2 separate regions of the Oryctolagus cuniculus genome follow, and region 2 is linked to region 1. Evidence: chromatin contacts called from public Micro-C data. All regions are on one chromosome and are shown on one strand. Each heading gives the region's core, a stretch centred on a gene start, on an enhancer-like site or on the middle of the called end of the contact. The rest is flanking DNA. Distances are from core to core; before and after follow the strand shown. Region 1 holds the start of POGLUT2 (protein O-glucosyltransferase 2). Region 2 holds the start of TPP2 (tripeptidyl peptidase 2).

The links. A called contact is a pair of places that touch in the nucleus more often than the background predicts.
Region 2: a Micro-C map of ear pinna shows a contact between it and region 1, with 2.7 times the contacts expected there. The contact joins the promoter of TPP2 here to the promoter of POGLUT2 in region 1. A contact is called at or near these places in 2 of 6 Hi-C or Micro-C datasets (ear pinna and an unstated tissue).

What each region holds. Positions count from the first base shown.
Region 1 is chr9:9,861,254-9,864,979 of mOryCun1.1, forward strand. It overlaps POGLUT2 (protein O-glucosyltransferase 2), which reads left to right and starts at 1,369. Exons shown (of 10, transcript XM_002713017.5): 1 at 1,369-1,775; 2 at 2,876-3,081. The coding sequence starts at 1,594. BIVM (basic, immunoglobulin-like variable motif containing) reads right to left here and starts at 1,890. Exons shown (of 11, transcript XM_070048590.1): 1 at 1,801-1,890.
Region 2 is chr9:10,087,390-10,091,061 of mOryCun1.1, forward strand. It overlaps TPP2 (tripeptidyl peptidase 2), which reads right to left and starts at 2,338. Exons shown (of 29, transcript XR_011378715.1): 1 at 2,068-2,338.

The DNA of each region.
Region 1 (3,726 bases), core at 119-2,618:
CCTGCAAAATAAGCAAAACCAGTATTCACCGCCCAGATCCTGTCCTTAGCACATTATCTCTACTGGAAGCCTGCATTCTTTAGTATGGAGTTCTTCGGAGAACTAAACATCTTCGGAAGTCCCCAGCAAAGCCTTCCACAGATGACAAATGGGACCTGTGCTCTGTGACTTACTAAGGGCACACTACGGGCCTAGGGGCGAAAGCAGAGTCCAGCCGGGCCTCCCTCCCTCCCCGACGCCCGCCAGGCCCCCTGCCCTGCTTCTCCCCAGGGCAGAGGCCGCCGGCTTAGGAAAGGATACCGGGACGCGACGCCCGCCTCCGGCCCAGGCTCCGGGGGAGGCCGGCCGAGGTCCCAGCGCCCGCTCCGCGGCCAGGCTAGGTGGTCGCCGAGGCGGAGGCGGGGGCGACAGTCGCGCAGGCCGCTGCCCGCCCTGCAGAGTGCGTGTGTGCGGGGGCGGCGCCCGGTTGCGCCCCCAAGGCCGTGGGCCTCCCCGCCCGAGCGCCCCGCGGACCTCGCCAGGGCCAGGCGTCCCCAGTCCCCCGCGCGGGCCGAGGGTCGCAGGCGCCCCTGGGCTCTCCTCCACGGCTCCCGGCCGGAAGACTGGGGTCGCCGCGAGGCGGAGCGCCGGAGGCTCCCCGCGGCCGGTGGGGCACGGGGAGCGGTGGCCCCGGGCGCACAGGGGAGACCGCTCGATGCTGCTAGACTCCCAGGCCCCGCCGCACGTGGCGTGGAGACGGGGCCGTGGGTGTCCCCTGGGCACTTCCAAGCCGAGCTTTGTTCGCGAAGGCACTCGCCCCTCTCCGCCTGGTGCTCCTCTACCGCCTTGCGCCCCAGGAAGATGGGCACCGAGGCAGTGGCTTCCACTAGGACGCAGACAGGCCTCAGAAAGGCGGCAGCTGCGTCCAAAGCACCAAGGGCAGCGGGCCCGGCCGTGCGCCCGCCCCGGGTACCTCGGGCCTGCGGCTCCGGACCTGGCTCACGGCTTCCAGCGCGTCGCCCGCGCCTCCGGCTGCCCTGGGGCTGGCGTCGCTGGTCCCATGGGAGCGCGCGGGGTCCGCGCCTTGGTCTGCGGTGCCCGGCGACGGGTGGTCGGGCAGCATGGGCGACACCTGCCTCGGCTCGCGTTTTATACCTGCCCTCGGCGCGTGCGGAGGACGCGGCGACTAAAAAGACCCCGCAGCGCAGCGGAGCCTGCAGGGCCGCGCGCCCCTCCACGGAGCATCCGCGGGATGCCTCTCTGTTCCCCGCACGCGGGGGCCGAAAAGTCAACCCACGGAAAACTACACATCCCAGGGAGCGCAGGCGCGGCGCGGACGCACGGCGCCACCCACTCGGCGCAGGCCTCGCTCAGCCCGGCCCGACGCGCGGGCCAATCGCCGCGCGTGGTGCCCTGGCTGCAACCCGACACGGCTTCGCCCCCGAGCGGGGCTCCGGGGCGGCCGCGGCCCCAGCCTGTCGCCCTCGTCCCGGGGAAGTGGAGCCGCGCGGTGCTCGGCCGAGCGACGGGCGTCCTCCCCTGGCCACGCGGGCGCTGCGGCCCTGACTCGCGCGTCATTTACCCGTGGATCTTCCCCGAGAGTCCGTCTTGTAAATGTTTAGCATTTTGCTGCTTCACTGCTGCTTTCTGGGGACGGTGCCCGCGCTGGCCGAGAGCGGCGGAGAGAGGCGACTGAGCCCGGACCAGAGCCGAGTATGGGGGCCCGGGCTAAACGCACAGGTCGTTCTTCCCGCCCGCTATTTCTATATCCAGGCGGTGGACGCGTCAGGGAACCCGTAAGTAGAGACGCGGCCCCCTAACCTTTCGGATTGCGGTGGAGACCGACTCTCCCATCGCGTTTTGTCTGCCCAAGTGCTCCTTCCCGCTCCGCAGTGTGCGTTCCGGTACCTTCGGCCGCTGCGCACAGCTGGTCTGCCGGTCCCGGTCGACTACGGATTCTAACAGTCGTTCGTATGCAGTGTGCCGCCGTATATAATCAGCTCTTCTCCTAGCCATTTTAGCGGGGCTCGCGCATTCTCAAGGCAAGACAAAGCCCCTCCAGTTGGCTGGAATTACCCTTTCCAGCTGCTGTTCCGTTATAAGGAGTTTAAGGCCGGGAGTTAGAGACTTGGTCGGTTTCACGTGTCCCTCAGTTTTCAGGTGGACATCCACAAAAGGAACTTCTGTTTAAAACTTGGAAGGAAAGCATCTGTCTCCTGTGTGATTGCACCACACACGTATCCCATCCTAACGAGTTCAATGCATTGATTGTACCTAAACTTACTTATATACTTCACCGGCTTCTGAAATGATTGCCATGATTGGTGGATGCTGACCATGGATACTTTATAGGGAAAACCTCTTGGGAATGAAATGTTTTCCAAAGCGAAGAAAAGAAGATTTTGTTGTACAACGTGTTGGAAAAACGAAATGCCCTCTTAAAGAGCATGAGCACTGGGAAAGTGTTTTGACACATTGTCACCACGGTGCTAGAAGCATTTCCGCCTTTGTTTTTGCCCCTGACAGAGCATGACTTATACTGTCATCTTGAAGAATCATTAAGGGAGATTTTTCAAAGTAAGATCGTCTTCGGAAGCACCATGTGATTAGAGATTTCCAGATGTGGTGGGCATGAGATAAATAGGAATTTAATGAGAATGCTTTTATCTAGAGACTACATCAGCATGGGTCATGCTTACAGAGATTAGTTTTCTGAAAGTATTCCCTTACGATTGTGTAGTGAAACTGTAGCATCTCGATTCATCATATTCATTCTGGAGCTACAAGCCTGGGAGCGCCAGCTAGTGTATGTTAGCGGGAGAGTGTGGAGGAGAGCAGAGGTTTACAGACTGAAGAGCGTGCTGACAATCGTATTTTGTTGCTTTTCCCATCACAGCTTTACCTATTCTCCGGGTGAAAAGGTGTTCCAGGTGAAAATCTCAGCACCGGATGAGCAGTTCACGCGAGTTGGAGTCCAGGTGTTAGACAGGAAGGATGGGTCCTTCATAGTGAGATACAGGATGTACGCAAGCTACAGGAATCTGAAGATCGAAGTTAAATTCCAAGGTCAACATGTGGCGCAATCTCCATATATCTTAAAAGGTAATTGGGAACATAATTTTATAACAGCTGTATTTGAATAAGATGATATATATTATTCTCTCAGCAAAAACAACTTCACTGTTTTTCACTGAAAGAAAAAAGAGGTGTTTCCTTCTTGAAAACCAAATAGGAGTTCTAGTGAAAAAGAGACAAATTTGAACAGAAATTATAATAATTCACTAAAGAACAAGGAATATATGAGTGTCCCTCAGAAAGGTTCTGGGAAACTGGAATTGAAAGATGTGTATTTTGGTGCAAAAATTATATCCAAATGTTTTCATGATCCACCATTTTGTACAAACTGTGGAAGACTCCTTATGTTTATACAGAATTCACTCCCTGGGGATGCAACATCAGCAAGAATAATCAAGCTATGTATTGAGTCATTTTGACAGCTTAGTGTTACTGAAATTTGGCAGCCTCACTTCAGGAAGAGATGGCTGGAAGCTAGGGAAGTGGCTAGGGGGCGGGGGAGTTGTTGACTGTTTTTTTACTTTGTTCATTTTTCCAGAGAAATTCTCTAATGGTTTCTTATGTAGAATGAGGGTCTAAAATCATCTCCTTATCTCTGATTGGAGAGGGGGCCCCAAACAGTGGGATGCAGTCTATCTACAACAGTAGGAATTGTGCTTCCTCCCACCCCAA
Region 2 (3,672 bases), core at 1,088-3,587, 230 kb after region 1:
TGCTCTCTCTGCCTCTCAAAAACAAAACAAAACAAGAAAAAAAGAAAGATGTCACTTAGGCTCATAAGTTCAGTCTACCTTGCTGAATTTCTTTTAATTGGAGGTAGTCAGGTCACTATCTCAGAAAAAATTGTCCGAAGGCCCAGCCTTGGCTGCTGTGAATAACATGGGGAATGAATCAGTGGGTGGAAACTCTCTCTCCTCTTTTACTGTCTCTTTCCCCCCTCTAACTCCTTCAAATAAATAAATAAATAAATCGTTTTAAAAATAGCTATCCAAAGAGTTATGCTTTCATTTGACTTCAACATTTTATTGTTTCAATACTTACATGTTTTTACACGTAAATATCTAACACATTCACCCTTCAGAGAGTTGATGATTAAGGAGCCAGCATAAATTCCTACTGAATATCCTTGCTTTTTAAAAAAACTGTTTATTTAATGCTTTTCTCAAGCATTTTAAAAAGTCACATGTAATTAATCTCAATCAATTTTCATAACAATACCGCAGCATGAAAATCACTGGTACTTGACAGAGTAACAGAGTAACCTGATAAACAGATCTGGAAATTCTACAAATATCTACTGAGCTGTATTTCTCTAAATTTTTGTGATACTCTTTTATTAACCTGACAACAGAACCAGTGAGCCGCACACCCCAGCTGTTCTCCTCCCACTTATCCCTATAAAATGTAAACACAGGCCACAGCAGAATGGAAGGCATTGCTAGTCTGTAATAAAGCCTCAAGGAGGTGATAGCTGCCACTGTTTTAAGTCTTAAGAGTTATTAGTACAACAATGACTATAAAAACTACAGTTGCCAGGAGGGAACTCATCATCAAAGCTGCCTGGCAGGGCCGCCATTGGGTGTGGGGTGCTCGCACCAGAGCGTGGTGTTGAAGAACTAAAACCAGGAAGCAAGATTCCTAGAGGGCTTCTATACAAAGTTGGCCAGACTGGCTTCCACTTTCCTAAGCCCCCATAATACGACCTCAATTAGCAGAAGGCACTGTAAATGATGCGGAGGAGGGGTGTATTAGGGGTAAGGAGAAAGAGATTTATTAAACGTTACTGTTTATGGTAGAAAGGGCAGTAAGATACAGAGGAAAACACTGGTAAACACAAGAGATCAAAATACAGCAGAACTAGTCGAGGAAGATTCGGGCAGGTAAGTTCTGAACACCAGTAAAATGTTGTTTACTAGTGGATTTCAACAAAAGCTTAAATTTATCAAAGTTAAACTTTTAAAAACAGAATGCTTCTAACAGAGACACACATTTTTAAAATTACCTTTGTACATGGTACCCTGATCTACGAATCTTAGAGGTGCGTAAGGCAAAACTAAGTAATTTTTGAAAACCGTAGTAATTAAAGCGCGTTGTCTTATGTTTCCAGATTAAACACACACACACACACAAGAATCGTTTCCAAAGGTACGAAAAGTTCGCCCGAAACAAACTAAACTGGATGCCTACGTAAAACGAATGCAAAGTCAGGAGAGTCAAGGACCCTACACACACACACTGCAGGAGACTGTTTAAAAATAGAATACACACAACCACAAGAAACAATTCCGGAAGTGGGCCGAGCGATCGTCTCGAAAACCCGGTCTCGTGTTCAAACTCCTCTTCCCCAAAAAACCCAATCCCCCAAATCACAGCCATGGCAATCAAGTTCTCGGAGGGTCTTCTGCCCCATTCCCCAGATCCGGGATTAAAAAAAAAAAAAACCTGCAAGATTCTGGCAGGGACCGGTGCCCGAGACGACGGCGCGGGGGTGGGGGGCTGGCGCCCTGAGGTGTCCGGCCTGGCAGCGCCCAGGCGGACCCGGGCTCCCCACGCCAGCCACGCCAGGCTCGCCGCTTTTGTCTGGCCAGCGGCACCACGGCCCTCGCCCCCGACACCTGGGCGCAGCCGGGTCCCCTGGGCGGGCCATGGTGGCTCTCGGCGCTGCCCACCCCGGCCTGGGCACGGCCGCAGAGCGGGGCCCCGGCCTGAGCGGGCTCCGAGGCCGCGTCCTCCCCGGCGTCCCCGGCCGCCCGCGCCCGGGCCCTCCGGGGCTGACTCACCTGCATGCCCGGAGCCCCCGGGTCGACCCCCGTGTCCAGGACCGCGATGAGCACCCCGCGCCCGTCATATTCCGGGTAGCGGCAGAGGAAGGAGGCGGCCCCGGTCTCTTTCTTTGGCAGGAGACCGTGGAAAGGGAAGGGCTCCTCGGTCGCGGCGGTGGCCATGGGCGAAGGCTGGAGGACGAGGAAGAGGCAAACTGCCAGGCTGCGCGCGGACGAGCGGCGCGAGGACACACGGGTGGCCGCAGGCCGGAGGCGGGGGCGAGGGGAGGAGCCGGCCGGCCCTCGGCCAATCGCGGCTCGCGGGGGCGCGGCGGCCAATCAGGTGCTGCTTCGTCAACCAACGGCGCCGCTCGGAGGCGCCGGCCCCGAGTGTTGCCCGGGCTGCAGAGAAGGGGGCGGAGTCTGAGAGCATAACTGGGGGTTCGGTTCTCGAACCTTTACAGAAACCCGCGTTTGGGGTGTTTTGGGAGCGAGTCAAAACTCTGGGCGTGCTGGACGGACACACCGTCCGCGAGGGCGAGGCCGGAGCCGCGGGGTTTCTGACCTGGAGGGCGTGGGGTGCCCCAGGCAGAGGAGTTGCTGAGGCTGGCCGAGTCCGGGGAGCCGCGGGGTGCGGGGAAGGCGCGGGCGCTAGGTGGGAAGGCCAGGCCGTAGATCCGGAGCTGCGGGGCTGGGACGCGGCGGGCGGGGGGCGGCTGTGCGTGGCGTCGGCAGGAAGTGAGTTTGTGGGCTCTCGGGGCCGGGAGAGACCCGAGAGTGAAGTGCGCCGCGCCTGACCTCGCTGCTTACCGTCGGCTTCTGGCGTTGGGGAGAACCCGTTGGTGAAGCGAGGTGAGGTTCCGGGTGGTTCCGGCGGCTTCCCGCCCCGTTACGGAGCCGTCCCGGGCGGCGCGTCCCTTTCAGTTTCCTCGGCGATACCCGTGTGTGTGTGTGTGTGTGTGTGTGTGTGTGTGTGTGTGTGTGTGTGTGTGTCCCCGTGAGAGTCCTCAGCGATACCTGTGCGTGTGTCTGTGTGAGTCTCCTCAGCGATACCCGTGTGTGTGTGTGTGTGAGAGTCCTCAGCGATACCTGTGCGTGTGTGTGTCTGTGAGTCTCCTCAGTGATACCCGTGTGTGTGTGTGTGTGTGTGTCCGTGAGAGTCCTCAGCGATACGTGTGTGTGTCTGTGAGTCTCCTCAGTGATACCTGTGCGTGTGTGTGTGTCCGTGTCTGTGAGAGTCTCCTCAGCAATACCCCTGTGTGTGTGTGTGTGTGTGTGTCTGTGTCTGTGAGAGTCCTCAGCGATACCTGTGCGTGTGTGTGTCTGTGAGAGTCTCCTCAGCAATACCCCTGTGTGTGTGTGTGTGTGTGTGTCTGTGTCTGTGAGAGTCCTCAGCGATACCTGTGCGTGTGTGTGTCTGTGAGTCTCCTCAGTGATACCCGTGTGTGTGTGTGTGTGTGTCCGTGAGAGTCCTCAGCGATACGTGTGTGTGTCTGTGAGTCTCCTCAGTGATACCTGTGCGTGTGTGTGTGTCCGTGTCTGTGAGAGTCTCCTCAGCAATACCCCTGTGTGTGTGTGTGTGTGTGTCTGTGTCTGTGAGAGTCCTCAGCGATACCTGTGCGT